Linked DNA regions of Sus scrofa: region 1 is linked to region 2. A link is a contact called in public promoter capture Hi-C data. All regions are on one chromosome and are shown on one strand. The core of a region is the stretch at or near the end of the contact, and the rest is flanking DNA. Distances in the headings are between cores, read along the strand shown. Region 1 overlaps STK10 (serine/threonine-protein kinase 10). Region 2 holds the start of STK10 (serine/threonine-protein kinase 10).

What was found. Promoter capture Hi-C pulls out the DNA fragments that hold promoters and counts their contacts.
Region 1: a promoter capture Hi-C map of liver shows a contact between it and region 2, with 13 times the contacts expected there. The contact joins the enhancer-like site here to the promoter of STK10 in region 2. A contact is called at or near these places in 5 of 5 promoter capture datasets (fetal liver, fetal skeletal muscle, liver and 1 more), 35 of 47 Hi-C or Micro-C datasets (adipose tissue, alveolar macrophages, blood and 17 more) and 2 of 2 datasets of contacts at active chromatin or transcription factors (alveolar macrophages and skeletal muscle).

The regions. Positions count from the first base shown.
Region 1 is chr16:52,086,608-52,094,238 of Sscrofa11.1, reverse strand. STK10 (serine/threonine-protein kinase 10) reads right to left here. Exons shown (of 19, transcript XM_021077114.1): 5 at 3,703-3,775; 6 at 2,525-2,719; 7 at 1,843-1,924. Among named protein-coding and RNA genes, the nearest start is that of STK10, 87 kb to the right of the region's middle. Within about 2 kb of position 6,143, at least 21 of the 83 cell types and tissues checked have an H3K27ac peak or open chromatin away from gene starts, as enhancers often do. A contact at or near this core is called in adipose tissue, alveolar macrophages, fetal liver and 4 more, where this site is marked.
Region 2 is chr16:51,998,060-52,005,931 of Sscrofa11.1, reverse strand. STK10 (serine/threonine-protein kinase 10) reads right to left here and starts at 2,164. Exons shown (of 19, transcript XM_021077114.1): 1 at 1,683-2,164. The coding sequence starts at 1,838.

The sequences.
Region 1 (7,631 bases), core at 4,894-7,393, 84 kb before region 2:
CATCGAACATTCACTGAGCACAAGCTTCACAGTTAAGCTAAGCAGATAATAGGATCTTCTTAATGTACCTTCACGACAACCCTATAAGGGGAGGGCGGCTGGCTATTATTCCTCATTTCAGTGAGATCAGGCTCACAGGGAGGTTAAGCCACTCAATCAGGGTTGCACAGCCAGTAAGTGTCACAGCTGGGATTTGAACCCAGGGCTTCCCAATCCCAGTCCACACACTTAAGCCACTGTGCTGCACACCCCAGAGGGATGCCCCATAGCCCAGAGTGCCGGCCACAGCCCCAGTGCCCGGCGCACTGTAAGGAGGCACCTGGGAGAAGCGGCTGAACATGAAGAAAGACTCAAGCACATGGCAGGGCGCCTGCCTCCTTTCCTCCCGCCATATGTCACAGGCTGTCGCGCAGGTGGAAGTGCCAGAGTGGACAGGACATGGAGGGGCGGCCCCTTCCCATCGCCCAGGCCCACGTCCTCTCCCTCTCCCGACAGTGGCATGGGGACAGTGACCAGCAGACCTAGAGATTGCCCGGGCCGGTGATACGTGCAGCTTTCTGAACACTGCTGCCAACACTCCCACATTCGCCCCACTGGCTGCCAGCCGCGGATGCCCTGGGGAAAGGTGGCTCAGAGCTACCTCCAATCTTTCAAAAAGCTCTGAGGAAACCATCACCAGTTCCCCACCTAAAGTGGTTCAGCCAGTTAAGGGGCTCCCTGAGTCAGCCGTCATCCTGACTGGTCTCCCAGATTCCACACCCAACAGCCAGAGGGACCCTTGCGAGTGTAAGGCAGACGGAGTCTCCTCCTCCAAACCCTCGGGGTGCCCCCATCGCACCCGGGGTACAGCCCCTATCTTCTCAATGTCCCACGTGACTCTCTATGACCTGGCCCTTCTTCCCTTTGAAAGGCCTGCTTCCACCGTCAGCCTTTCACTGGGAACTTGGACTTGGGGAGGGTTCCCACCATTAAATGAAAAGAGGGGCTGATTCTGCCTAAAACTGTGCAAACGACATGTTCATGCTGAACGCCCACCAACCTTCCAGAGCCTGGGACCTGGCCCGGGCCAGGCAGAGGCCACCCAGTGGCCAGACACCAGCCCAAACCTGGTCATTGAGTTCTCCACCGTGCTGCCCAGACGTCACCCCAACACATGGCTGGGGGAGCTCAGCACCTCCCATGAAACCCCACCGGAAGCGCCTGCCCGGGGTTCCCCAGGTGCCTTTTTCTCCGCTTCCTTCTGCGGGGCTAAGTCGCAGTGGTGGGTATGACGCTGTGCTGCATCCCGCGTGTCCTCTTAGGGGATCACGTAACCTGGGGGTGGACAGACCCTGTACCGCTCCGATCTCATCTCCGAACCCGCTCCTCGCCCCGGCCCCTGCGCCTCGGCCTCCTGGCTCTCCCGACTCGCACCAGTAGAACTCCTGCTGAAGACCTCTGCCCGGGCTCTCAAGTACCACTTGTCTTGCGCCTCACTTCCTCCAGGTGTCTGCGCACACAGAGCCCTCTGCGCCCACCCTTTACAGGAGAGCAAGCCCTTCCAGGCCCCCATCCGCCATGCCTCTTTTGCTCCAAGCCCTACAGCCCTCCTGCCACGTGCCCTGTCTGCTTGTCTGCCGTCTGTCTCCCCCACTGGAATGGAAGCTCCACGAGGACAGGGCTGTGGGAGCTCCCTTCACCACGGCCCTCCCCACACCCGGGCTGGCACAGGAAACATCAGCGGATGAGTGAACAGCTGTGCACGATGCCGCCTGGGCTGGGGGAAGACGCATCCAGCTTCCAGGTCCCAGGTGATGTGTTCACAGGAAGGGCAGGCAGCCACCGGGAAAGGGGACCACTCACCTCCAAAAGCTGTGCGGCGCTGGGCCGGGTCTCTGGGTTCTTATCCAGAGCCGTCTTCAGGAAGTCTCGGAACTCCACAGACCTGGGAGGACAGACAGATGGCGGCGGTAAGCTGGGAGTGGGCAAGAGCCGAGAAAACTCCCCACATCACAGACACCACTCTTCCGGGAGTCACGTGCTTCCCAAACACGCCCCTCAAAGGACAAAAGGGTGCCTCGATCTGCTAAAGGCAGAGGCGTCGGGGCCGTCAAGACACCCTTCTCGTCAGGGACATCACTGAAAGAGGGACATGGAAATCATAGGAGCAGGGACTCGCCAAAGCCACTCAGGGAAACATGGCCGTGCAGGGGTTCAAGCCCCCAGTCCCAGTCCAGGGTTTTGTGCCATGTGGATGCCAGGGTTTGTGCGGGCTCTTATTCCTGCAGTGGGATCCGGCTTCTTTGGGTTATCTGGTCCACTCTGGTGGAAAGCCAATGTCCAGAGCACAGAGGAACAAAAAAGCCACAGGGGCCCAGGGGACTCAAAAAGGCCTACAGGCCCCCAGACCCAGCCACGTCCCAAACGCGGGGCCCAGCAGTGACAGCAGAGCCCTGCCCCCGACCTCCCCCCACCCTGCCCATCCCCTGTCCCGGGTCCACTGGTCGTCCAGCAAACACCGTCAGGCAGGCCCCTGGCTGCCTACCATTTAGACGGTGTGAGCAGCGTGGGAGGGTCCGACTTGGCGATCTTGAGCAGGACCCGCATGGGGTTGAGCTCGTGGTGCGGGGGCTCGATCTGGGCCATCTCGATCAGAGTGATGCCCAGGGACCAGATGTCGGCTTTGTAGTCATACGGGGTGTCCTTCATGGTCTCACACATCACCACTTCAGGGGCCATCCTGAACCAACCAAGGGACAACAGAGGCTCAGACCCTGGCCTGCACAGGCGCTTCTTGGAGACGTGGGGTCAAGGAGCAGCACAAGCCAACATCAGGCTGTTGGCAGCCTCTCAAATCATGATTTGCATTCCTTTCCATTCCACTGTCTTCCTTAGGATGGTTCTCACAGGTCTTCCAAGCGGCTCCGCAGTCAGGTTTTGCGGCAGTTCCTGATTCCTACCACAAGATGGCAGCAACAATCCAGAACACAGGGTCCTGGGGAAGGAAGGGGTGGGTGGGGGCCGTGGGGAAGGGACCCCCGAAAAAGGGGAGGGGGAGAGAATACGACAGCACAGAGAAGGGATGGGAGAGATGGGGACAAAGAGGAATAAAAAGGGCAGAGAGAGAAAGAAAGAGTAAGCGATAAGCAAGCAAGAAAAGAGACTAACTCCACAATGGGAAATAATTAGTGCAGATGAAAAACAGAAAGTAGATAGATATGAAACTGAAAGAGGTTTAAAAAAAAAAAAAAAGTAATAGTTTTGGAAAAGAAGAAAACACAACGGACTGAAGAAGTCTGGGAAGACCTCCCAAGAGGGTAGGAGCTGAACTTGGACTGTTCATTTTCACAGCCCCAGCTCCGTGCCTGGCACACAACCCATGAATTAATCAAGAACGCTTTTTTGGAGGTGTGAGCTCAGTCGTTATTAATGGGGCATTTTCTATATGCATCAGCCCATTGAAGCCTCACAATAATCCACCATGTGAGCGCAACTGTACCCTGGATTTTACAGATGAATAAACTGAGGCACACAAGCCCAGGCTGAGCAAGGGGGCCGAGGTCTCAGCAACTAGTCAAGGGGCCTCTGGACTCAGACCCAGCGGGCTGACACGGAAGCCCCTGCCTCCTGTCCTCTGTCCTCCAGACCAGCCAGAGGTCACCGTGGGGAGTTGGAGGTGGAAGTTCTGGCCACCATTCCATTCCCAGAAGCTCCACGACTCACCAGTAAGGCGTTCCTATGAAGGAATCTCGTTTCTGCAGAGTTTTCAGATTCTTGGCAGACACACCAAAGTCAGCTGCAAGACAGGAATCTCAGATAGAGTATTCGATGGACATTCCTCCACCCACAGCCCCGGGGTGTGGACTCAGAGGTTCAGGTTTCAAATCAACTACCAGATACCATTTTCTACTTAGCAATTACTGATCATTAAAAAATAATATTTACCGGAGTTCCCGTCATGGCTCAGCGGTTAATGAACCCCACTAGCATCCATGAGGATGCGGGTTCGATCCCTGGCCTCGCTCAGTGGGTTAAAGATCCAGCGTTGCTGGGAGCTGTGGTGTGGGTCACAGACTCAGCTCGGATCCCAAGTTGCTGTGGCTGTAGTGTAGGCCAGCAGCTGCAGCTCCAATTTGACCCCTACCTGGGAACCTCCATATGCTGTGGGTACAGACAAAAAAATATATATATATTCACCACTTTAAGAGTGTATTCAGACATGCACTTTCCTATTTGCTAATGAGAATATAAAGTGAAGAGCCAAGAAAAGCAGCTTGGTGAGAAAAAGTAAGAACCGTAAAAATACCTAAATCTAGGAATCGGCCTTAATGAAATAATCTTAAATATATATTAAAAAAAATATGCACTGAATTCCCTGGCAGCCTGGAAGTTAAGGATTTGTCATCACTGCTGTGGCTCAGGTTTGATCCCTGGCCTGGGTACTTCTGCATGCCACAGGCATGGCAAAAATATATGTGTATGTGTGTGTATGTGTGTGTGTGTGTGTGTAATGTATGAGAATTATATATATAATAATTTATATATATGTATGTATGTATAAAGTTGTTCATTGAAATGCCATTACAATAAAGACAAATTTAAATGACCATAATTGGAGTTCCCGTCGTGGTGCAACAGAAACAAATCCAACTAGGAACCATGAGGTTGCAGGTTTGATCCCTGGCCTTGCTCAGTGGTTTAAAGATCTGGTGTTGCCATGAGCTGTGGTGTAGGTTGCAGATGCGGCTCGGATCCCGCGTTGCTGTGGCTCTGGTGTAGGCCGGAGGCTACAGCTCTGATTCGTCCCATAGCCTGGGAACCTCCATATGCCGCAGGTGTGGCCCTGAAAAGCCAAAAAAGACAAAAAAGTAAAATAAAATGACCATAATTGCTTGGGGAGTGATTTATAACTTCTTATATGTAATATATAATATATCCTCTCTTTTCCAAGAAGGATTTAGGATGGCAGATCAAATATATACACACAGAGCAAGATGAACTAGGTAATTGGGAGAAGTAAGAAAATAGAGTGTGACCAACTGAAGAGTGTGATGCACACACTTAGGATGGAATCTTTTATAGCTTTTAAAGTTTTGAAGTATTTTATTCCATTTTTTTTTTGGCCACACCATCGCACGCAGAAATTCCCGGGGCCAAGGATCGAACTTGCGCCACAGCAACGACAATGCCGGACCCTTCGCACACTGCACTACAGGAGAACTCCCTCACTGACCAAGTATTCTGTGCCAGGCACTGTTTCAGGCACAGAGAGGACCCAAAGTCCTCACCCTTGTGGGGCTTGTTCTGGGGGTAGGAACAGGCCCTAACAGCACATGATTCCTGGTGATGAGAAGGGCCACGCAGGGCTAAGGCAGGACAAAAGGACAGAGCGCTGGGTGGGTGGATGGCTGTTTTAGACAGGAGGGCAAGGTCTAGGGGAAGATATTTCCAGGCAGAGGAAACAAGCTGGCTGGAGGACCCAGGAGGGGCAGAGCAGCTCGGCTGGAAGCAGGTGGATCTGCATCGGGGCGAGGGGAGGGGGGAGCCAGGCGGGGTCAGAATTGGCACCAAACCTCTGCCCCTCAATTTCCCTGCCTGTCGCACAGGGATGGTGCGCCTGGAGAACTACTTTGTAGGGTGGCATGGGGATTCAATGTCACACATAAAGCACGCAGCTCCAAGCCCGGCTCTCGGTAAAGGCTCGAATTATCTACGCAGGACCTGAGCTGTCGCCCTTGAGATCCTCAGTCTGAAATAAGGAGGAAGCTGTGCTGAGACCCCCTGCTGGGAGTGGTCAGGAAACCCAGTCTCTGAGCCTTGGTCCATGAAAACCAGACAAGAGCCACTCTGTCAGCTGATGACAGGGTTCCTGGGACAGGCTGGCTCTTGCGGGTGGGGAGTGTGGCCTTGCAGGGTGGGAGCAGCAGCTCCTGCAGGGCGAGAGGTAAAACCCAGGAAAGCCAGGTGAGTGGCTGGGCTCTGCTGCTGCCTGCCTGGGTGGCCTGAGTAAGTGACCAGCCTTCTGGGCTCCTGGGCAAGAATGGGGGACCGGGCTCACCTCCTTCCTGCCAGGCCCACGTGGGCCTGGCTCCCCTGCAAACCCGACAATGCCTGGCACACCGAGCCAGGAAATCTTCGCAGGAGACTAACAGCCTCTGAGACCCAGGCTGAGACTTCTAGGAGGGAGGCTGGAGCTGGCCATTCCGCCACCACAGTGCCCTCTGGCCCCTTCCGGAGAAGGGAGGGGAAAAGCAGAAACCACCAAGTTTCAAAATGACACACAGTTGGTCCCCAGGGCCCTCCCTGAAGCAAGGGCCTGCCAGCTTTTGGGTGGCTGCTACTTCCTCTTCTGGGGCCGGGCCAGGAGGGCGGGGCAGCCCCTCCCTGCAGCCCTGGAACCTGGAACATCCGGCCATCCCTGGGCAGGGGTGGCCCCTGCCATGTGGTCCCTGAATGGCGTTTATAAGCTGTGTCCCCTGAGAGGTAGCTGCCCACCCTGGGCCAATTCGAAAGCATTTTCTTTTTTTCTTTTTTTTTTCGGGCCAAACCTGTGGCACATGGAGGTTCCCAGGCTAGGGGTCGAATCGCAGAGCTGCAGCTGCAGGTCTACACCACAGCCACAGCCACACCAGATACTTAATACACTGATAGAGGCCAGGGATCAAACCCACATGTTCATGGATACTAGTTGAGTTCTTAAGGGGCTAAACCACAATGGAAACTCCTCAAAGGGGATTTTCTTCGGGCTGAATCTCCCATTGAAAACATTCCCCACTCCCCTTCTCCTCCTTTACAAAGAGAATCAGGACAAGGGCAGCAGGTGGTGGGGACTCCGTAAACTATCATTTCCACAAGGAAAGAGATCTTGGCTGCTTTGTCCAGAGCTGTATCCCAGCATCACATCTGCCACGTGAAGGACTCAGCAGGCCAATCAAATGAGCAACGGAACAAGTGCATGGACAGGAAAAAATGACAAACCTGGGTTTTAAGGAACATGTTTTTGTTTGTTTGTTTTGTCTATTTATGCTTGTACCTGCAGCACATGGAGGTTCCCAGGCTAGGAGTCGAAACAGAGCTACAGCTGCCAGCCTACACCAGAGCCGCAGCCACAACAGATCCAAGCCACCGTCTGCGACCTACACCGCAGCTCACAGCAAGGCCGAATTCTTAACCCACTGAGCGAGGCCAGGGATTGAACCTGCATCCTCATGGATCCCAGTCAGGTCCATTAACCACTGAGCTATGATGGGAATGCCTAAAAAACATGTTTGACGACAGTTCTCCCTCTGGAAGCAGATGCCCCCAAACCAGATTTCTCACATACACGGAAGCTCCTGAAAGCATTATTCAAAAGAGTGGAAAATCGGAAAGAACCCAGGTTGGAGCCTGGTTGGGGACAGTTCTATAAATTTGGGCTCACCCCAACCATGAGGTAATATGCAGCCCTTAAAAAAACGAGCTTGCCGTGTGCATACTAACTTGGAATTTTGTCCATAACATGCTGTCCCCGCGGCAGGGCTGGCAAACATGCACAGTATGAATTCCAATTGTATCTGTTTTGACATTTCTTTTTACAGCCGCACCCTCGGCACATGGAGGTTCCCAGGCGAGGGGTCCAATAGGAGCTGTGGCCGCCGGCCTACACCACAGCC
Region 2 (7,872 bases), core at 915-3,414:
ACACCAACTGAACCTTCTGGAGAGAGGAGAGGATGTTTGGAGCTGACCAAGGGTCTGGCTGCACTCATGGTGGTCGGAGCACACCTGGAAGAGCAGGCTCCGTTCAAGGACACCGGCAGGAGTGGGGGGAGGGAAGGGGAGGGGGGAGCCATGAGGCCGAGGACAGCAGCTCTGAGAAAAGATGCGGGAGTGCTGGCTGCCCTCGATTACGTGCAGATCCCTCAGGCAGCAAAGAGCAGCAAATCAAGGCAGTGAAGAGCCTCGGCTGTGAGTGTCACAGAGGCCTCTGCAACCGCAGAACCTTTGCTCCAGTGATGGTTCCGCCCTGCAACAGGAAGTGCTGGCTCAGAGGTGGTAAGGTAACAAAACTAACACCCGGAGGGGCCTTGGGTGGCCTCAAAATTGCCTCTAGAGCGGTGTTTCTCCAACTTCAAGGGCTTAGCAATTGCCTAGGGATCTTGTCAAAATGCAGACCCTACGTTAGGAGGTCAGGGGTAGGGCCTGAGATTCTGCATTTCTAACGCACTTCCAAGCTTCCAGGTGATGCTCATGCTACTCCTTCCCCGACTACACTTGGGTAACGAGGCTCCACCACTGTCAAGGCAAAGAGAGCAAGTCTTGACCAGAGCGCCTACAGAAACCGTCTCTGGGATCCAGCCTCCTCAAAAGACATTCCTGGGGTCAGAGTGGCCTGCAAACTACAGGAGCCCTTCCTTCCTGCAGCTTGGGGATGGTAACTTGGGAAGGGGATGCCTTCCTGGAGGTACCACCAGCTTTAACATGTGGGTCTCTTTCAGCATAGGGTTTCCTGGGCGAAAGGAAATCAGGGAAAGGGTGGAGTCAAGTCCTAAGTGTTTGGGTCCCTAACGCGACTCAGCAACTCAGAATTTGTTCACAGCACCGGGAACCAGGCAATGACCTGCGGCAAACGTGTCTAGAATTAATCAGCTCTGCCCCCACCCACCCCTCCACAAAAGCTCTCTCGCTTCTTATTCCCCTAAGGGAAGGTGACTGCAGCCTGGGAGACTCCCCAGCTGTGACTCATCTACAGAATCAAATCTGATCCCCCAAGCGCCGGATTCACGAGGCCCTGACCTACCCCTCTGCCGGCCCCAGTCCACATTTCCAAGCCTAACCTCGAACTCTACACCTCCCCCCACCCCCCACCGCGATTTCCTATCTCGCATCTCTGGCTTCTCTTCAGGTGCCTACCCAACTTCACCGGTCACAACCCTTTCAGCTGCAGCTGTGTTTCTCCGTCCCCATCGCCTCGGCATTCTCACAGCTTCTGGGTGGCGTCCCTTAAAAAGTATACCTAGTATCCCAGCTTTAGCGCAGATGCCTCATCTGAGGATGCTAAAGTCTTATAAGCGCCCCTTTGTCTCCCCCTGCGGCGCCGAGAGCCGAGAGCCGTGCGGGGCGCACAGGAAGTGCTCAGAAACTTAGCCCCGGGGCAGCAGCCTTGCCCAGAGAGGGAGTTGGGTGCGCAGAGACTCAGTCGGGCTGAGCGTGGGCACCCCCTCCCCCAAAGAACAAGGGTCACCAGGACAAGAACCTGAGTTCAGGGCCAAGCAGCCCCTCTGCGCTCTCCCGAGCGGTGAGCGAGACTAACCAGGGCCAGCGCCCCTTCCTTCCGGAACCGCTCCGCGAGCCCCGAACCACCCACACCCCAGCGCCCTCACCTTGTAAACTTTGCCGAAGGCACCGTCGCCCAACTCGCCCACGATCTCCCACACCTCGTTGGGATCCAAGTCCCGGCGGACGTGCTCGTATTCGCGGGACTTTCTCTTTTCGAAGGTAGACAAGCGCAAGATGCGGCGGAAATTGGCGAAAGCCATGGCTAGGGGCACGCGAGCCGGGGGGCGAGGTGGCGCCGGCTCGGGCTCGGGCTGTGGCTCCGGCGGCCGCGAAGAGGAAGGGCTGGAGAGACGCCGCGGCGCTTGGGGTTCTCCCCAGACCCGCCCTTCCCCGCAGCCGGACACGGGTCAAGTGCGCCCAGGGCTCAGCGCCGCGGGAGCACCCGGAACCGCGCAGGCGGCTGTGGTCCCCGCCCCCGCTCGGTCCTGTCCCCGGGCTGCCTCCCGATGCCTGCCCGGCTCGCGCCGCGCCCCCGCCCAACCCGCCAGCCCCGGGACGCGTTCCGGGTACCCGGCCCCGCGCCCGCCCTCCTGCCCGGCTCCACCTGCAGCTCTTCGGCAGCGCCCAGAGACCCCCTAATTGGCTGCGGGCGCTGCCGGGCTCCGCCCATCGCCGCAGGGCACTCTGGAAACTGTAGTTCCCCCCGCGCGCCGCGAGCTGGCGAGCCACCGACCAGGCTTTGGGGAGTTGAGGAAACCCTTCAGCCGGGACCCCTCCGGGTCTGGGAGACCCGCCGCCTCTTATGGCTCCCCAAATTTCTGCGGGAGCAGGAGGGGAAGCGAATTGGCTTGTCACGAGTGCCCACTGATTGTTGTCCAAAGACCAAGAAGGCGAACTGGCATTAATCATTTAACCCGCCGGGTAACCATCCCGCTAGGCTGCTCTGCTCGCGCCCACTTTTCAGCTGGGAGCGCCAGGCGGGAAGGGCACCGGTCCGGGGCTACATATCCTGCTGGTGGATCCGGTGCCGGTTCCTCGGCGCGATGCTGCCTCCTAGCGAGGAAAATGCTGCGCCCTTGCGGCCGTGGGTGAGTCCCTGGAGGCCCAGGCTGGTTTCCTGCTTCCCAGGGGCTCTGCCCCATGGTGATCCACCGGCCAGGGTTGCTGGGCTAGGAGAAGAGCTCCTTGAGAGTTTATCACATGCTTCATAAGGGATCTTCAGATATATTTGCATATTAAGTAAAACGTTTCTTAATTTCCCAATTTTTCTAAGTAAGCTCCCCGTACGTAGAACCGAAATCTTTTGACCACCATCATCTTCGATCCTGGTCGTTTTCACCTGCCACTATTGTCTCTAGGACAGTTATACTTTTATGTATGTATGTATGTATGTATTTAAGGGCCGCAGGTGTGGCATACGGATGTTCCCAGGCTAGGGGTCTCATCAGAGCTACAGCGGCGGGTCTACGCCACAGCCACGCCAGATGCGAGCCTCCTCTGCGACCTACACCATAGCACCTCGCCTAAACACTGGATCCTTAACCCATGGAGTGAGACTAAGGATTGAACCCGCCTCTTCGGGGTTACTATCAGTTTCGTTTTTTCTGCTAAACCACAAAGGAAACTCCCTAGGACGGTTATACTTTTATCTAAATCTGCTAAGTAGGTTCCAAGTAGCAAGTCCGGAGGGTTGGGCAGCCTGTAAATCTTCTTATGGTAACTCTCCCTCATAAGCAAATGCAATCTGAGTGAAAGTCATACCCCAATTGTCCCCATCCCTGTGGAGAACCATCAGTGTGGAGATATTTTCAGCCCTCCCTGAGCCGTATGCAAACACCAATTACAGTTCCAAATGTAGAAAGCCAACCACAGAAGGCTGGGGTGCTGGTGGTGGTCTGTAAGAAGGGCACCCTGAGCAAAAGTTGCCAAGCATTTTGAAATGTCCCCACAACTCAATGAGTGGTTGCAATTGTAGAGGGTCTTTCTCACTAAAAGAAGAAAACACAGCCCAAGACTGAGCCCTCATTGACTAAGCCCACATCTAAACCTCCCACAACAGGCTGGAAGGCAGCCTTTTCATTAGTTTCAGTCTATTTGACCAACACTATGACAAGAGAAGGGGGACCACTGGGAGGCTTTCCCACTGGGAAGTGGAGGCATTTAGCACAGGGCAGTCAGGAAGGACTAGAAGTCCCCGGCCAGTTCATCCCAGGCTGGGCACAGCCACACAGGACTCTGTGAGACTGGCTCTACAACAGCACCAGAAAAAATGAAAAGAGAATCAGAAATGGAGAGCGTCACTCAAAAATGTTATAAGGGAAAGAAGCCAGACACAAAAGACCACACGTCCTATGATTCCATTTATATGAAATGCCTAAAAAAGGCACCTCCTTAGGGAATAAAAGTAGATTAACAGTTGCCACGGGCTGGGTTGAAATGGACATGAGGAGTCTTATTGGGGCGATGAAAATGTTCTAAAACTGGATTATTATGGTGAGGATGTGATAACCTGGCAAATTGACTAAAAAATTTTATCACTGAATTGTACACTTGAAATGGATGAATTTTATGATATGCAAACTATTCCTAAGTAAAGTTGTAAGAAATCAAACAGAGGGATGCAACAAAACCACAGCTCTATCTCTGCAATAGACAAGGCTGGTCAAAGAAAGAAAAAAGAAAGTTGCAGAAAGAAAAAATATTCACCAAGACAGTGAAAATGAAAAGGAGGGCATAATATTCAGTCCCATAGAGATTTTGAAATCATAAAATGATATTTTAAACATTTTTATGTGAATACATTTTAATCTATATCAAAAGGGTAATCATGTAAAAGAAAATATACATTTTATAAACAAATGATATATAAACATACACATGATAAATGATATGTAAAAGATACATAATGTCAATAAGAAAAAAAAGCCCAAATAAGCTAATAACCGATAAAGAAATAAATCAAAAATCTGAAGTGTGCCCCCACTGAATGGACATCTTGTTATGTGGTTTTACAAATAATTTCTCCCTTTGCATAAATTCTTTTTTTTTTTTTTTTGCTTTTTAGGGCCACACCCGGCCTACACCACAGCCACAGCAACGCTAGATCTGAGCCAAATCTTCAACCTGCACCACAGCTCACAGCAATGCCAGATCCTTAACCCACCGAGCAAGGCCAGGAATTGAACCCGCATTCTCATGGATACTAGTCAGGTTTATTACCACTGAGCCACAATGGGAACACCCTGTATAAATTCTTTAGGAAGATAGAAAAAAGGGAAATATACTCATTTTTATGAGGTTTGCTACCCTAGGTAGGGATAATAAAAGAAAATTGAAGCTATTTCGCATAGGAAATAGATGGGGGGAAAATACTGGTAAGATGAAAACCAAGTTGAATAAAAACATCATGACCAAGAAAAGTTTATCCCGGAATAAAAGAATGGTTCTACCCAGGACTAAAAGCTATTAAAGTAAGACACTGGGAGTTCCCATCGTGGCTCCATGGGTTAAGGACCCGATGTTGTCTCTGTGAGGATGCAGGTTTGATCCCTGGCCTTGCTCAGTGGGTTGAGGATCCGGTGTTGCTGCAAGCTGTGGAGGAGGTCACAGGCGTGGTTCAGATCAGGTTGCTGTGGCTGTGTGGAGGCCAGCAGCTGTAGCTCCAGTCTGACTTCTAGCCGGAGAACTTCCATATGCCCCATAAGCCCCAGGTGCGGCTGTTAAAAAAAAAAAAAAAAAAAAAAAAAAGATGCCTCATTGACAAAGTAAAGAAGAAAATCGCATAGTCTCAACAGTCACAGAGAACGCATTTGACCAGCTTCTTAGATTGGATTTCCCCAGAAATAAGGATCTGAATGTAAGCACTTTATCTGGGCTGTGATGCCTGGAGGGAGTGGGGAATCAAGAGAGGAGAGGTTTGAAGCCAGGAAACGTGTACCTTGTTGTCCTTAACCGCTGGGTCAACTGGGGTTTAATCCCACTAGGGAATTCCAGGCGTCAAGGCTGCAACACACTTCCGACTCAGCCTCTCTGAGCGTCAAGGACATTGGGGAATTTTTCTTTAAACCCATTTGTCCTTGGCCAAGGGTGCTTCCTAGGGCCGGACTTCTAACCTGCCCTGCAAGATGGCCAGGAGAACGCCCCTCAGTCCGGAGGTGTCACAGCTTCGGCAACACCACCACTTAACCTTTCTTATTTCTTCTCCTTTCCAGGAGCATTTGCTAGAGTCTTGAGCTTTACATTAAAACAGTAACAGTAAAAATGCAAGTTCTTGTCTTGGTCCAGTATTTAATGGAAAGGGCTTAAAGTATCTCCTTTAAGTATATTTACCAAAGATTGTAGCAAATGAGCTTCAAACAAAGTTTCCTGCTCTTCCTAATTTGAGAATAACTTTTTCTCATGGCTCTAGAACTTTATCAAATATTTCCTCTGCATTTATCACATGATAAGTGAATCAGATGATTAATCAATGAGTTTTCTCATCTAGCCTGTGAACATGGTAAATTTCTTTGATTGAAATATTCTCAGAGTTCCTGCTGGGCACAATGGGTTAAGGATCCTGTGTTGCTGCTGCTGTGGCTCAGATTCAATCCCTGGCCCAGAAAGTTCCATATGCTGTGGGTGCAGCAGAAAAAAAAAAAAAAAAATTCTTGCATCCCTGGAAAGTAAATATTTTATGTCTCAAGAGAGAGGCTAAGTCATTTTCCCAAGGTCACACAGCTAATAAGCAGCAGAGTTGGGATTTGAACCTAAGTAGTCTGACACCAGAATCTCTGCATCTGTTCGTATAATTGCTATGTTTACTTGCTTCTTTTTTTTTTTTTTTTTTTTTTTGCCACGTCTGCAGCACGCAGAAGTTTCTGGACTAGAAAGGAAACGCAAGCCACAGCTGTAACCAGAGCCACAGCAGTGACAATGCCTGATCCTTAACTGCCAAGACACCAGGGAACTCCTTTTTAAACATTTTTAAAAAGTCAACTCTATTGAGGTTTAGTTTACATTCAATAAAATGAGTTCAATGAGTACTGACAAATGTATACACCCATGTAACTATCACCATAGTCCAGGTATAGAAAATTTCCCATCATCTCAGAACACTGCTGCTTCTTCATAAGTCAATCCTCATTCACACTCCTTACTCCAGGCAATCACTAATCTGTTTTATGTCACTATATATTGGAAATATCTTTCCTAGTTTACATACAAAAAAAAATCATGCAATATGTGCTCTTTCAAGTCTGTCTTTCACTCAGCACAGTATTTTTGAGATTCATTATGGTGTACTTATTTGTGGTTCTTTTTTTTAAATTGTTGAGTAGCATTCTTTTTTTTAAATTGCTGGGTGTAGAGTTTCCGTGATGGCGCAGAAGAAACACATCTGACTAGGAACCAAGAGGTTGCAGGTTTGATCCCTGGCCTTGCTCAGTGAGTTAAGGATCCAGCGTTGCCATGAGCTTCGGTGTGGGTCACAGATGAGGCACGGATCTGGCATTGCTGTGGCTGTGGCATAGGCTGGCAGCTGTAGCTCTGATTGGACCCCTAGCCTGGGAACCTCCATATGCTGCAGGTGTGACCCCAAAAAGTGAAAAAATAAAATAAAATAAATTGCTGAGTGTGTGGATATACCAATGAGCTGTTGGTGGACTTTTGAATTGTCAGTCTTGTTAACATGAATAAAACTGCTATGACCAGTTGATTATAAGACTTTGCATGGATATGGGTTTTTCGTTTTGTTTTTGCTTTTTAGGGCTGCACCCGTGGCATATGGAGGTTCCCAGGCTAGGGGTTGAATCAGAGTGTAGCCACTGGCTTGTGCCACAGCCACAGCAATGTCAGATCCTAACCACATCTGCAACCTACACCACAGCTCACAGTAACGCCAGATCCTTAATCCACTAAGCAAGGCCAGGGATGGGACCTGCGTCCTCATGGATGCTAGTCAGATTTGTTTCTGCTGAACCACAGTGGGAACTCCATGGATATGTATCTTTATTTTTCTTAGGTGCACCTAGGAGTGCAATTGCTGGATCATATGTTAAGCATACGGTTAATTTTATAAGAGACTATCCAACTTTTTTACAAAGTGGTTGTATCACTTTACACTCCCACAGGTGATGTTGCTTCAATCACATTAATATCATCAGTTTTAAAAACTCTAGCCATTCTAATGAATACACAGTGGTATCTTATTCTAGGCTTTTGCCCTCAAGATATTTGCCAAATCCTAAACTCCAAAGTCTAGGGAAAGAGGAAGTTCCTGTCATGGCGCAGCAGAAACGAATCTGACCAGACACC